Linked DNA regions of Mus musculus: region 1 is linked to region 2. The links are chromatin contacts, called in public HiChIP or PLAC-seq maps. All regions are on one chromosome and are shown on one strand. The core of a region is the stretch at or near the end of the contact, and the rest is flanking DNA. Distances in the headings are between cores, read along the strand shown.

What was found. HiChIP or PLAC-seq counts read pairs in DNA pulled down with a chosen protein or histone mark.
Region 1: an H3K4me3 HiChIP or PLAC-seq map of bone marrow-derived macrophages shows a contact between it and region 2, with 2.9 times the contacts expected there. The contact joins two enhancer-like sites. A contact is called at or near these places in 6 of 115 datasets of contacts at active chromatin or transcription factors (bone marrow-derived macrophages, embryonic stem cells, large pre-B cells and 2 more).

Annotation. Positions count from the first base shown.
Region 1 is chr15:97,529,446-97,536,979 of GRCm38.p6, forward strand. No RefSeq gene overlaps it. Among named protein-coding and RNA genes, the nearest start is that of Gm41394, 87 kb to the right of the region's middle. Within about 2 kb of position 4,611, at least 14 of the 459 cell types and tissues checked have an H3K27ac peak or open chromatin away from gene starts, as enhancers often do. A contact at or near this core is called in bone marrow-derived macrophages, where this site is marked.
Region 2 is chr15:97,376,549-97,384,305 of GRCm38.p6, forward strand. It overlaps Pced1b (PC-esterase domain containing 1B), which reads left to right. Exons shown (of 6, transcript NM_172293.4): 6 at 7,480-7,757. The coding sequence starts at 7,534. Among named protein-coding and RNA genes, the nearest start is that of Gm33325, 23 kb to the left of the region's middle. Within about 2 kb of position 3,548, at least 55 of the 459 cell types and tissues checked have an H3K27ac peak or open chromatin away from gene starts, as enhancers often do. A contact at or near this core is called in bone marrow-derived macrophages, where this site is marked.

The sequences.
Region 1 (7,534 bases), core at 3,361-5,860, 150 kb after region 2:
ACAGAAACATGCACAGTGGAGGCCTGGCTCACAAAGGCTTGGATAGGAATGGGACTAGAGGCCATTTGTGTCACATGCAGGCAAAGAAGCTGGCTGTGGCCCTGCCTGTGTCCTGAAAGTTTTCCGGAGGCTGGGTTAGAAAGTAATGCACTGATTAATTTGGCAGAGGAAATTTCCAGACAGATTAACATCCAGATCATAGCACGGTTACCACTCAGTACTCTCAGGCCACAAAGGAGGGGAGTCGGGAGGAAGGGGGTGGAATTTTGTTTTTAAATAAGAACTGAGACCTGGAAAGGAATGAGAACTTGTGTAAAGTTGTGCACAGAGCTGGACAAGTCAGATCAGAGCAGCTGCAGATGCTGAAGAGCCACAGTTAAAGGGAAACCCAGAACTTCGCACCAGGGTGATAGAAAAGGTTTCACTAAAAGCAAAATCAAACCAAACCAACCAACCAAACAAACAAACAAAACCACTTATTCCATGTTCCAGGGTATAAAACAGCAACTTCATTTAAAAGGGGGTATCTCGACATTGGATGTTGCAGTAGAGGTTCCCTGCTTGAGCAGGGTACCTTAGGGGAATATTTGTCCCAGGTCATTCTCAAAGCCCTGTAGCTGTCCAGCGGCCAAGGATGAACTGGGTTTACCTGAAAGGGGAGCTGGAAAAGAAAAGGACAGGAGGGGACAGGAGGAGGAGAATGAAGCCAGGACAAGGCTCCAAGTTTAATATTCAGCACTGCGTTTATATAGAGCAAGCCCACAGACCCCATCCTGTGTATCAGCTGAATTACATTGCAAAGCAAGGCCAGCGGGCAGTCTATTCCTCTAAGTTCCTGTAGGAACTTGCACATGCAACCAAGGCGGATGGGTGATTACACCAAGGTTGTTAAGGTCCAGTGTGGCAAGCGCTCAAGGTCCTTCTTGCTCTGGTCCCGCTCGCACCAGCCCAAAGATTTATTTATTTATTTATTATATGGAAGTCTACTGTGGCTGTCTTCAGACACACCAGAAGAGGACGCCAGATCTCATTAACAGATGGTTGTGAGCCAACTGTGTAGTTGCTGGAATTTTGAACTCAAGACCTCCTGAAGAGTAGTCAGTGCTCTTAGCCACTGAGCCATCTCTCCAGCCCTGCTCAAGGCTGGAAGGACACAGAGGCCCACAGACTGAACTGGTGCTGTGGTGCAAGGTGCTCAGGCTACATCGTAAGGTGACAGCAGAGAGCACAGCTTGGTGGAGTCTATGGGGTCCTGGTGTTGCAGGCATTCATGATGCAAGAATTTCGGGACCATGGATGCTTGCACCAAGAGACCATGAAAAATAAAAATAAAAAATAAAATCAAAACAAAACCAAAAACAAATTGTAAGGCTGGAGAATGTGTATCAGGGAAAACCCAACAAGAGACCAATGTTGGAGATGCGAAGATCATGAGAACTTGCCAGCCCCAAGGTCCTGAGTGGAGCTAGCCAAGAAAGAAGCTATGTGTGCAACAGAGTTGTAGAGCTGTACCCAAGGCCATTGGAATCCAGGGGATGCCACCATAAACCAGACACTGGTGTGGAGTTGCGGTCTTTGGTGTTTGCCCTGAAGGGATTCCGTCTTGTTTCTGTCCGATCTCCCCCTCTCCTTGAGAATGAGGTGGCTTTTTTGGTGCCGTTGTGTGTTAGCTGGATATAAATTGGTCTTGGATTTTTCCGTCGGCTCATAGTTAAAGGGTGAATTTGACTCTCAAAAGAGACCTTAGATATCTTTGCCGTGGCAACCTTAAGATGGAGGGCGTTCTGAAGTCCCGTGGAAGTATTTTTGCATTCGGAGCTGCTCTGCAGCCCGCCGGGGCCAGGGATGGAATGCTATGGTTTGAGTGTAAGGCATTCCCCCACAGGCTCGCGTATTTGGCTGGTCACTTTGGGGAGCCTTTGGAAAGTTCAGAAGACTAATGGTTCACTGTAGGCAGGGGAGCACTGGGCAGTTTGGAGCTTTCCAGAAGCTATGAGTGGGTCAGAGGCTCCACATGGGGAAATAGAGGGGTCTGTTCTCTAGGTTTCTGAGCACAGAGAGGATTCTCATTTTTCTGTCTTGTTTCATTTAGCCCTTATGGAACTGAGGGAGAACTCAGAATAGTTCACCTCTCAAAGGTCAATTTTTGACAGGCAAAGACTGCCCACTTACAAAATTCTCTGTTCTTGTTAGTCTTTTCTTCCTTCCTTCCTTCCTTCCTTCCTTCCTTCCTTCCTTCCTTCCTCTCTCTCTCTCTCTCTCCCTCTCCCTCTCTCTCTCTCTCTTTCTTCTTTGCAGAAGAATAAAGAATTATTAAAGTAATCTTTATGTGCTTAAACATCAGAGCCTGACTTTGTAGTGTGGCCCAGAAATCGCCACAACAAATAATTTTAGCTTCAACATCATACAGTCTCCTCTCTTTTCTTCCCGCATGTCTCCTCCAAGAGAGGTTATACCTGGATTATATAAGACACTGTCTTTAAAAACTAAATTAATAAGAATGTGGCACCCTCACAGAGTAAGTTTCTTCTGTCTCAAGGTACATTCAGTGGCTCTGGGAACTGTGAAGAATTCTGAGTTAATTCAGTTGAAGTGATATATCTCTGGGCTCCTAACAAATGGGATTTTTCTTCCCTACTGTGGAGAGCTGGCTGTGTGACTCATGGCTCTGAGCCCCTAAAGGAAATGGTTGGAAATGGTCTCTGATGAGTCATTTTGTATTTGGACGGTGTGTTCCCCAGAACATGCAGGTAACTGCCAGGTGAGCAGTGAGTTCTAACTTTTTGTACAGGCCCCCAAAAAAGAGGCAGAAACAGAGATGAGATGAGATGAGAGAGAGAGAGAGAGAGAGAGAGAGAGAGAGAGAGAGAGAAGAGAGACAAATAAGAGGTGCAGAGAAGACAGAAGATTCGAGAAGTGCCATCAACACAAACTTCTCTGAGGCCTGTAGTTTGAGTGCATAGGTATTAACTCCTGCTGAGAACCCATGTGGCACACAGTCCTGGGTACACTAGACAGAAAACACATGCTGTCTGGTCTCAAGGGATTCCTGGTTTAATCACAGCTCGAATCAAAATCAGCTGAGATGCAAATGAGGCTTCCATGACAGTTCCACGTGGCAAGGGAAATAGACTAGACGCTACCCAGCCTGTTCAGGGCGGGTCAGGAAGACTTGCAGAGACATCTCTCGAAAAGACCTGAGTATTGACAAGGCTTGCAGAGCCAGGTGGGGCAGAGCATCGCAGCTAACAAGAGCTGACAGCCAAAGAGCAACTGTAAGGAAAGGGGCGTGGCTTAAGGAAAGGGGGCGGGGCACTGTAGCCAGGATTCACTGGAGTTTTTATCTCAGGGTGTATGTGAGAGAGAGCACTCCTTGCTCCTTTCGGGGCAGTTAAATCCCTAGTGTAAATGGCTTTACAAAGGGATTAAGGAGTTAGGGTTATATTTACAGTTTATGGGTAACACAAGAGTCTTACATAGTTTTAAATGAGAGTGAAATATAACAGTGTTTGCATTTTCAAAGAAATGCCCCACCCTGGGGATCGAACTTGACATGGATCGCTGGAGGCTCTCTCTGTGTGTGTGTGTGTGTGTGTGTGTGTGTGTAATGGCTCAGTGGGTAAGGCCACCAGTTGTTAACCCTGAGGACCTAAAGTTTCATTCCAAGGATTAAATGGTTGAGAGAACCAACTGCCAACAAGCCACCCTCTGACCTCTGTGTATATGTATTATGAAAGATTCTCACTGCCTTGACAATAACGTACAATCTATTCGAACATAAGCATTAAAAAATGGTAACCTCACAGGTACAAGCAAAGCCATACCACACCACACGGTTTGCTAACTGGCAATAGCATACCATAGCTCAGTACAAAGCTGGCTGAAGAATCTGCCTGACTTGCTCGGGTTCACGTCTTAGCCTCAGCACTAAATGAAGGCTGTGTGTGAGACCTGTGAAAATTAATCTCTAAGACAAGTTCTACCATCTCAAGGTAAAATCAAAGTCCCAGTGTTGCTACACTGGGTGCAGAAGGTTAATGCTGCGACAATGGCTAGAACCCAGCAGACGCTTATCAGGTGGTGGTGGTTCTGTTGAGTTGTGATGGTTTTCTTTCCCTGTGTGATTTGGGGTTCTCAGCCCAGGTAATACATCAGAGGTGGAGTCACTGCAGTTGCCCTTCATAGGCCATCTTATCCTGGAACACTTGGACTGAAAAATGGTCCAACGGCAGGCAGCTCTCGAAAGACTTAGTGATTTGCTTCCAAGAGGAAAAGCCAGGCGTGACTCAGGAATTAATCTGAATGTGTTGATAATGAAGTTGCTTCCAACCTAAGAATGAATTCACACAGGAAACGGAATGTTGAGCAAGCACCGGGTAAATTTAGAGGCTCACACGGCTCTAAATTTACACACATACGTGCACATTAAAAAAACAATGTGTATGCCTGCTTGCTCTTTTCATCTCCAGCCTTCCTGGAGAGCAGGGACGGCATATGCTTCATTGCAGAGCGTTCTTCTTGTCAGAACATGGGGAGCACTCCACCATGAGAAGTGGGGCAGGCATTTCTGGAAGACATCGAAATTGCCTATGAGACAGAAAGTCCAAACCACCCCTGGCTCACAGTCACGAGTCATTTCAACACTCTCTCCCCACCCCACCCCCCTGGTTTATAACAAGTTATATTTCTGCCTGAAATTTCCAAACCAGACCACAGTTGCTCTGTTTTTAAGTTCTCTCAGTCATATCAAGTTGCCCGAGAAGATCCATCTTGTTGGGTTGGCAGTTCTAGACAACCCATCAGAAGATGCTCAGGGTCCACTACTCCACCATTCTCCATGGTGAGTCTCTAGAACTTTGGTACACTGGAGGCTGGAAGGAACGACAACACATGTAACACAGTGTACCCCCTTGATTTGGAGACCAGGCGGAAGCCCTTCCCAGGAGCATAAGTTACTGGGATCAGTGAGCCTTTGGGAAACTTCTATTCACTTCTGTTTATTTTTAAGTCATCTTTAAAAACTAGCTTACAGAGTCCTGTTTGGAAGCTGGAAGTTTAAATAGCAGAAGATTTTGGACTTCCTCCTTGCAGACCCAGCTCCCCACAACTGTTCTGGAGTGGAGATGAGGGGGACCCGTGATTCTGAGAACACCAGGACCTGCGTGGTTGAAGGAAACAGTTGTTACAACGTGTCCTCTGCCCGTCATGTAAGTGTTCAGCACATATGCACACGCGTGCGCGAGCGCGCGCGCGTGCACACACACACACACACACACACACACACACACACACACCATAAATAAGCATGATAAGAAGAAAGAGGCCACGGAGCCTTTGAAAGGCTGCTGTATTTCTGAACTATCAGGTGGATAGCTATGGGTTTGGGGTATAGCGGAAGAAGAAACACAACCACAGATATCTTAAACCTTTAAGGAAAAACCCAGAATGTCACTTCATTTCTATCCAGAGTTGAAAAGTATAAGAACTACTTATTTGTGGAAATTCACAATGACAGTTGAAATAACGTTTGTGGGAAGCCATGACATTTCCTGGTTGCCATGGCAACCCTGTCTCCTTTCCTCCGCTGCTGTGTTCATTCAGGTGTTGCACCTAATTTAGGATTTGGCTTGCAATCTGACAACTGGGAAGATCTACCTGTCCCATCAATGAAGATGGCATGCAAATGCGGAATAGATGCTCAAATGCAACGGAAGGGTTCACCCAGGCAGCAGTTTCCATGGAGATCATATTCCCAAGTCAGTCACTGTTACAAAAACAAGGATTTACTCATCGAGCTCAGACAGAGGAGGGGATTTCTGTACTGCAGGTGTGCACTGGGCAGGTGTGAACTGGGCGCCCGTGTCTGGCTATTTTCCTGTGGTTTGCTTGCCCAGGGTTCACTGGTGCCCAGCTGGAGAACAAATGATTAAGTTCTGTTTTTCAACTCTGAGATAAGAGTAGACTTCGTAATTAGGATGCAAATCTTTAAGTAGGAAGGGAATGCAAAGGACTTCAAGATGGAGCCTCATTTTCCAAACACTGAATAAACTGAGAAGACATAGCTGGGTCACTGAACCTACTGGAGCCAGAGTCCAGCCTGATGCCCCCACAGCTACCATGGAATCTGCCATGCTCACTGCATCCAAACGTTCAAACCAGCGCTGCTGGCAGAAAGATTTTCAGGCCTTCTTAAATTAAGAATGAGTTGTCTTCGCTGAGACAAGAGTCACCAGGAAAAAAAAAATTAAACTTGTATACACATGACAAATATTCCTAATTTCCAATGTGAGTTTTGGTCCCCTCCAGTTATATGCACAGACAGATGAATACAAAGCTCGAAGAATTAAACAGGACCCACATGAAAAATGTTTCACCATGAAATATCTGTCACCAAGCATTGATCTTCTTCATGGGAGTCCTAGACTGCAAGTAATCCCTAGCTAGTATAAAACGTAGCTACTACATAAGGACCTTGGGTGCTCTCTTTGTTACCCTTCAGCCGATTAGCCAGGCCCCGTTACACCTAATGCTTAGGAGAATTAGGAGGGGAAAATAATAATAGCTGCTACTCATCTCCTCTCTCTCAGAAGATTTTCTACTTGAGAAAAATTATTCTAGACAGCATCTAGTTAACATGATGGATGGAAGAGCTTTAATGTCTTAATAAGAAGTCTATCTTTGTTTCAAGTATTCGTGTGCATTTTACTCTTTCTCTCTCAAAAAGCACGAAAATACGGATAGTTTAAAGCAGTAACGATTCTGCGCAGTTATTCCCTCAACAGGGAACAGGACAGTTGTCAGATTAACGCTGGAACGGGGCTGAGAGCTGGTTCCATGGTTAAAAGCACCGTCCACCTGGAGTTCAATGTCCCACGCCCACATGGCAGCCCAGGGATCTGACGCCCTCTTCTGGCCTCTGTGAGCACTGCATACATGTGGTGCACAAACATACATACAGGCGAAACAACTCTACTCTTAAAATAAAACTCCAAAAGTACAAGTTAAAAACAAAGTTGAAACCTCTGAGATGACAGGACACCATAGCTCTTATAACTCAGGGACAGACTTTATGGAGAGCGCATTTTTGTCGTGGCAGGGATTTGAGCGCACACTTAAAATGAAAAAAGGAAAGACTGAACGTGTGGCAAAACTGGGGAAGAGAAGGAAAATAAAGAGGAAGGGAGAGAAAATGCACAGGATACTTGTTATAGGAAGCAGGCATGAGTGTAGGAAGCCCTTCACACACTGCAGAGGTTTCAATCTGAGAAAATTATTGAGCACTGACATCCTCCGTCCTTGCAGCGAGGCAGGGGGATCTCCCAATTGTTCCTTTCTTGGTAAGAGAGAGGCTCTTTCCCAAACACAGCTTAGAAGGTCACTCAGTCTCCCTATCTCCTCACACCTCCTTGCAGCAGCAATGCAGGGGTCCATCTTGGACTTAACTCTGTAGATGTTCATGCCCAGGACTCGGAATTTAAGGCCTCAGTGTGTCAGTAAGCTGGCTCTCTGAGAAAAACAGAACTAGAGTGTTTGT
Region 2 (7,757 bases), core at 2,298-4,797:
TCTAACCCCAGGGCCAAATCCCGGGCCCTCCCTCTCAGCCTGGTGGCTTTATTGCCTAACTCTGAGTTATCTGCATACAAATAGTATTGATAAGGTGATGGGTGGTCCTTTGTCTTCCTCCTCCTGAGTCTAGGGAAGAGAAGCCATTTACAATCTGGCTGAAGCCAAAGCCAGAACTCTCTGGGGTAAGATAGGCTTGAGGGTGATTGAGACCAAGGTGGAAGAGGGCCTTGAGAAAGAGCAACTTTGAGGGAGTGCCCTGGGAGAGAAGAGAGGTACGGCAAAGGCTCCAGGGGAGGACAGGACCCAGCGGGGCCGGTGACACGGACTCAGGAGGGCGTAGCAGACGTACGGTCAACAGCAGCTGGAAAGGACGAGAATCGGCCTTTGAAAGGAAGCCAAGGAGCCAGTGGTGACTTACTGACAAACGTCTTCGGGTTTGATGCGATTGGGAGCCAAATTAAAGTCAAAGGAGGAGTGAGTGGGAGGGAGAGGACCGGACACAGGCTGTGCAAACAGCGCTTTAAAAATGTGGCTTTGAAGGCCAGGCGGTAGGACAGGCCTGGAGGTGGAGCCAAGGAAAGTTACCTTTCTTTTTCGGAGCAGCGAGACCTTAGAAGGGTGGGAGCTAACCTTAGGACTAGAGACTAGCATGCCGAGCGCAGGGTCAGCCCACGGGGAGGTAGCCTGAGATGTAGGAGGCTCCCGGCGAGACTTGGCTTGCTGATCTAACCCAGGAGGTACGTGTCTGCCTTTGCGCTCGATGGGAAGGGGGACCCCGGGGTGGGGGTGGGGTGAGGTGGGGTGGGGTGGGGGCTTCGGGGCCTCGGGCTTTCTCTAGAGTGGGGCCAGCTTGCTGTACTGGAGTTGGAAAGGGGCCCGGTGTCCCACAGGCGTGACTAGGCCTTTGAGACACCGGGTCTCCTCTCATCCCCTCTGTTACTGGAGGGGAAACCGAGGCTCAGAGAAATGAGTTTCCAGACTGAGACCAGTATGGCACTGCTGTTTCTTGGAGCATTTTCCTTCCCCTGTTAGACAGATTATAGTGGAACTTGAAGTGACGAATCGAGATGGTGAGGTTAAAATTCGCATCGCTGTATGCGGTTGAAATGAAATTCTCACGAATTGTTTAAAAGATCCACGGCGGTGTGCACACCTTGAATCTCAGCCCTCGGGAGGCAGAGGCAGGAATTCTCCCCGAGTTCTAGGCCAGTCAGGGCTACAAAGAGACAGTTCTCAAAAAAATTAAAAGACACTCCAAATTGTCCAAAAAGATTCTATTTTTCCCTAAAAAGTGTCTGCATAGCAAGTGTTAGGGGTTTCCATCTCACTCTTAAATTTATTCCTTACATTTCTTTATATAGCCCATATGAAACGGTCGGTTTTTGTTTTGGGTGGTTTTGTTTTTGATTTTTCGAGGGAGGGCGTTACTGTGTAGCCCTGTCTATCCGGGAACTCACTCTGTAGACTGGGCCAGGCTCTAACTGCTGTAAGAGTTTTTAAGCTTGTAATTTGTAAACATGTAATCGATTTTTTTTTTTTTTCAAAAGAATCGTAGTATTAGGCATTAGTGTGAGGGATCATAAAGCCACAGGCCAGCAAGGCCATCTCAACTCTTGCCTAAGCAGTACTTGAGGTCACCTGGAACACACTTTGAAGGGCAGGCAGGCATCTTCCTGGTTCAAATTTCCATTTATGTCACAAGTGTCAACCAGGTTAAATGTGCAAGGTGACAGCTGTCAAGGCCCTGACACACACTGGAAACTAGTTTTTTTTTTTTTTTTAATAATTAGACCAAAGGGCTGAGGCCTGGTAAGCAGGTAGCGCCACCTGGGAGGAGGAGACTGGGTCCTGCCAGCGGTTCCCCAGCAGTGGTTTCTTTATAACCACATGTAACCACATTCTTCACAGGACTTTTATGTATTTGATGTGACCCTAAGGCCACCTTTAAAATATTGTTTCTTTAATTTTTGGCGGATATTAACTTACTTACCTCAAATCAAAAGTTTGGTGAATTCCCAGTTCAGGGTCCAGTGACTGCCCCTCCCCCAGAATACCCATAGCCAGTAGTTGGAAGGCAGGCAGGCTTTGTGGACCACCCTAGGATCCTTAATTGTCTTAGTAGGCCTGGTCCAATCTAATGTAGGCCCATTATAGGCCATGGATTTTTTTTTTTTTTTTTGACAAATTTAGTTCAACTTTAAACTAATACCAGAACATAGGAAAGTTGAGTATGTGAGTACCCTTAGAAATAAGTATTTTCTTGTCTATACATGCAATGCCTTAACATTGAAAGAGATCTTGGAAAAGTCAAAAGTACTGATTTGAGATGGGTATGTTTAAATCTCGGCATTCAGGATGCAGAGGCAGGCAGGTCTCCCATGGTCAAGGCCAACCTGATCTAAACATCGTTGAGTTCCAGGCTACGTAGTGCGACCCAGTCTTAAAAAAACTAGATAGATGGATGGATAGATAGGATTGATAGATAGATAATAAATTAGATTCTCCCAAAATGCCTTTAAACAGAAAGGAGCTATTTCTAATCCTAGTATAATGTCACAGTAGGTATTTAGTCAGATGCATGAAATTATTAAACTCCTTACCTGTTTTTCCTGCAGGAAGCCCAGGCAGGCAGCACCCCTTTGTCAGGTCTGTCTGTATGATTTAAGACCTCTGTCCTATCCCTAGGGCAACTGGCCTAGTTCATTGTCAGTCTTCCAAAACTAACCTAATTATTACAAAACATTGATTAATGAAAAATAAATGCTCTGGGTTTGGCTTGGGATAGCTATGAAGTAACAGTCAAAGATTTATAATTTATGCCTTATGAAGCTACTGAAAAATTAATCATCCCCAAATTGAGAAATACAAGCAAGTTCTTTGAAAGTCTTTTTTTATTTTATAGCAGTAGCCATCATTAATGCATATTGCTCCCACAGCATTACAGCCCCAGATCTTGCAGCAAAACAGAAAGTAATTAGGATTTGGGGAAGCAGGCCACATTTTAAGAGTGGAATTGAAGGTGGCCATGACAGTCTTGTACCCCTCTGCCTCCAACCCCGCCCTCTCCTCAGACAGCCTTGGGCACTTGTGCACAATCTCTGTAGGACCAGCTCCCACCTTATCTGTCCTTGGCAGCCTTTTTCTTATCTCTCCCCTGCAGGGAAGAGGCCAACTCATTTTAGTCTTTTGGGGTAAAATTCATCCTTGGCGCCTTGTGCTGGAATTATAGGTGTTTGACCACCACACCGGCTGAGACAACAGCTGACCCACTGTGTGTTCCCTTCTCATTATGTGAGTCCGTAAAGTAGCATCCAAAAACTACTAAGGGAGTTTAGCAAATGTCTCTAACCTGCCTGTATGCAAATCCCTTTTGTTTTTGTTTTTGTTTCAGTTCTTATAAATAAGACCCGGAACTGGAAGTTCCCGGTTGGTCTTTGTTAACCGCCTGAGATGATTCACCCTTTTTCTGACTGTTCTCTCTGTCCACTAAAAGCGGCATTTAGGTTTTGCTGTATGTATGGAGTGAGTGCCCTTCCTGCGGAGCCTGTTCTGGCTCACGGGGGCAGAGGGTGTCTGGCTTGGTCCGGTTGTTGCCTCCTCCTCTCTGAGTTTTGGTTTCAGTTGCTCACTGGGATGCTTCCTTTTCTCCCTCCTCCATGCCATCTGCCCCTTCTCCCCCCCCCCCCGCCCCCCCAGGACAATGGAGAATTCTTGTAGACTCTGTTTGACTTGGCCCTGATCCTTGGGAGCAGCGTGTGGTCCAAGGTGCCCTGGTGAAGATACCGGGAGCCACCCTTTCCCACAGGGAAGTCGCAACCTGCGGTATTTCGTCTTCCTGGGTTATGCTAACACCTTGTTCAATATTGGTGTCTCAAGCTTGAAAATGAGTGACGAGATTTGGTATATTTATTCTCTCCAGCCCCGCCCCCAGGTACACACAACCATCCGCTCTGGGTAGTTAGCTCCCTAGGAATAAAATGAGTAAATCTTAGTTCCAATCTCTCTATAACCTTTCCTATAGATTAGGACTGGAGAGAATGATGCTTTCTGTAGGTCACCCAAGAGCCATTCTGTGAATACCAGCATATGTTCAAAACCCTTGCCTGCCATCGCCTCCGCTGGTCTTGTAGAACCCCCGATGGCAGATGAACAGTTTCTTCTCTCTTTGCACGTGGTTAAACTGCTCTTCTGTTGTAGCTTGCTCTCTGAGAATCAATCTTGGCAGGGTTGTTTTTAAGTACGTCCTGGCTGAAGAGTTTGCTCAGGTTGAGAGCCCCGCTGTTCAGAGCCCAGCACCTCCCCACATCAGGCTGCTCACAACTGCCTGGAACTCCAGCCTCGGGATCTGACACTCGGGTCTCCGTGAAGACCTGCAGACTTAGGAGAATAAACAATATCTGTGTACGCAACACTTAATCCCCACTTAATCAAGTCAATGTGAGTCCTGTAGTGCTGTTTCACAGAGAGGCTAAGGAACTTAGCCTCAGCAAGCAGAGCCTGTCCTGCCCGCCCCCCTACCCCCCATGGTATCTTGGTTCCAAAGAAGTGTCATCTGGTATGTTTATGTCTGAGGCTGGCCTTGAACCACTGATCCTCCCGTATTGTATTACAGGTTTGTTTGCACCACCGCACCTGGCTTATATTACAATTATCAGTGACCTTCCTCCCCCTACCTCCTTTTCCTTTTTGGTATTTTAAGAAAAGGTCTTACTATGTAGACCAGGCTGGTCTAAGAGCTTAGGGTTATCCTCCTGCTTCCAAGAGCTAGCATTACATAGTCCTATGATATACTACCAAGCCCAGTTTCTCAGTGATTGTGAGCTAAGAGGACAAATAACGTTTAACTCAGGTTTTGTTTTGTTTTTTTTCCCCTTTTCTTTCTTTCTCTCTGTTGTTTTTGTTTGTTTGGGTTTTTTGTTTGTTGACTTGCTTGTATGTGTCTTTTGAGACAGTGTCTCATGTTCACCAGGCTGGCTTCAGACTCACTCTGTAGCCACAGATGACCCTGAACTTCTGATCTTCCTACCTCTCTACCTCCCAAGCCCTGAGATTGCAGCTTCTGCCTCCACCCCTGGTGATGTGGTAACGGGATCCAACTCTTGGCTCTGCGTGTTCTCCGTGAGCACTGTCAGCCGAGCAGCATCTGCAGCCCTGTGTGTGCGATTCCTCATTAACGCCTCATTTGCTGCCTCGTGATGATGAGCTGATGTTGTTGATCTTTCTTTTTGAATTTGTTGAGACAGGGTCTCTTTGCGTAACCTTGGCTGTCCCCAGAGCTCACTAAGTAGACCAGGCTGGCCTCTAACTCATAGATACCTGCCTGTCTGTCAAGTGCTGGGAATAAAGGCTCCCTGCAAAACTTTTTTTGATTACAATGTTTACGTGATTAATGGGTAAAGACAGGTGAGTGTTTTCACCTGTTCTATGAGAACTCACTGTTCTCCCTATTTTCTTAATTGATACTTGGGACCACTTAAAACCACAAGCTGCATAGCCTTAACATTTTAATTTGTTAGTTGGGCCCTGTTGTCTCTTTCCTTTAATACCAACACACTTGAGAGGCAGAGGCAGCCGATCTCTTTGAGTTCTTTAAGGCCAGCCTAGTCTATATAGTGAATTCCAGGAGGGGCCACCTAGTAAGACCCAGAAGTTTCAGATGTAGTGGTGCATACTTCTAACACCAGCTCCCAGAGGCCAAGATGGTAAGATTGGGGGTTCGAGGCCAGCCTGGAATATACAGCAAAACCTTTCTCAGAAAATAATGATTTACAGTGTCATGCCAGCTATCCTTAACATGCTTACGGCTTATATGATCTTGCCATTCTCAAGTAGCCGACACAAAGTACCTGAAGTGAATTCTGTGCCCCTCCTGGTCAGTTTGTTGATAGTATGAAGTGTGTTTCTACCTCTTAATTGTCTCAAGAGAAGAATCCTAGATGGCAAGTCGAATGAAGGTAACTTGCAGTTTTTGTGTGTTTGGAGACAGTCCTGTAACAAGCCATGACTGACCTGGAACTGGCTATGTAAACCAGGCTGGCCTTGAACTCACAGAGCTCCTCCTGCCTCTGCTTCTGCTGCCCTGGGATTAAGGGCGTGTACCATCGCACTTTAACTTTGAGGTTTTGAGTCCCACATCTGTCAGCATTTCATCCAAAGTGTTTAGTAAGGCAAGACCTTTTCTCTACTTAGCTCAGTCCCTGGGGACATGCAGGTTTCAAGTTTGATATTTATGTTTCCCACCCCCCACTTCTCCCTCCGCCCCAAAAAAACCCACAACACCCTTAGGACAAAGGTGAGACACTGTACATCATTAGAGTTTTCCCTTTGGTTGTGAACAAAGAGGACTCAAACTAGAGCTCTCTGTTTTACATCTACAAGAGTCCTTTAATTAATTATAGGTGTGTGGGTGGCATTGCAGGGTGGTGTGTGCACAGGCGCATGCACTCAAACGAATCTTCCTATTTATTTGTTTTCTTTTTTGTTTTGCTTTGTTTTTTGTTTTTTCGAGACAGAGTTTCTCAGTGTAGCCCTGGCTGTCCTGGAACTCGCTCCCTAGACCAGGCTGGCCTTGAACTCAGAAATCCACCTGCCTCTGCCTCCCAAGTGCTGGGATTAAAGGTGTGCGCCACCACTGCCCAGCTATTTATTTACTTTAGAGGAGATGTAATATTTGTCTTTCTGAGCCAGAGGCGTGTCTTCCTCTTCTGAGTCTCTTTCTTCACATTCATTTGTTCATTGAGACAAGCTTCCCCATGTAGCATTGGCCCATCTGGAACTGACTAGACATGGCTAGCCTCTGAGGGTTCTGCCTGCCTCAGCCTCCCAAATGCTAGGATTAAAGACGGGCCATCACCAGGCACGGCTGCCTGCATGAAGGCGAAGGCCTTACTTTTTGAGATAGGTTCTCTTACTGAATCTGAAGCCTGCCATTTTGGCAAGGCAAGCAAGCTGACAGGTAAACTGGGATCTGCTTGTCCGTTCTGGGGATTTGAGCAGCCTGCCCAGTTCTTCCATCTCCCCAGTCAAGTGCTTGGATCATTAACATATTAAAAATGGTTTGAGCTTCAAGAAATGGTAATTGGTGGAGATGACAGGGAACTATGAGGCCCATCAGAAACTAAACGTAAGCAACCGCATCTGCATGTTAATTTGTCTTAAGTGGTTACAGGTGGTGCTGGCCTCTTGGCTGGCTGGAGCCTGGGCAGCCCAGAGTGCCCAATAGTTAAATGAGATCGCAGATGTAGGAGGGCTTCCTGCTCCTGCCCTCTCCCCTCCCTACCTCCTCCTTCCAGCCCTCAGGCTCAGCCTTCGGGAAGCCTGCAGTGTTCCTCCCTCCTCGCCATGGGGGTCGGGGTGGGGGAGAAGGGCGGCACCCTCAGGCGGCAGCTCCCTACAGTACTTCCCCTATCTTTCTTAATGCTTGCTGCTCTGCCTAAGGGTGAGTCCCTCCCAGCGCTCTCTCTTCTGTTCTAGCAGTTCCCAGACCCAGCTTGTGCAAAAGAGGGAGCTAAGAGGCACACCGCAGGCACCATGGTCCGCCTGTTGGCCTCCGAAGTACAGCAGCTACTCCACAACAAGTTTGTGGTCGTCCTTGGGGACTCTGTGCATAGGGCGGTGTACAAGGACCTGGTGCTCCTGCTGCAGAAGGATTGCCTGCTCACTAACAAGCAGCTCAGGACCAAGGGGGAGCTGAGCTTTGAGAAGGACCAGCTGAAGATGGGAGGCGAGCTGGATACCCTGCACAACCGCACGGA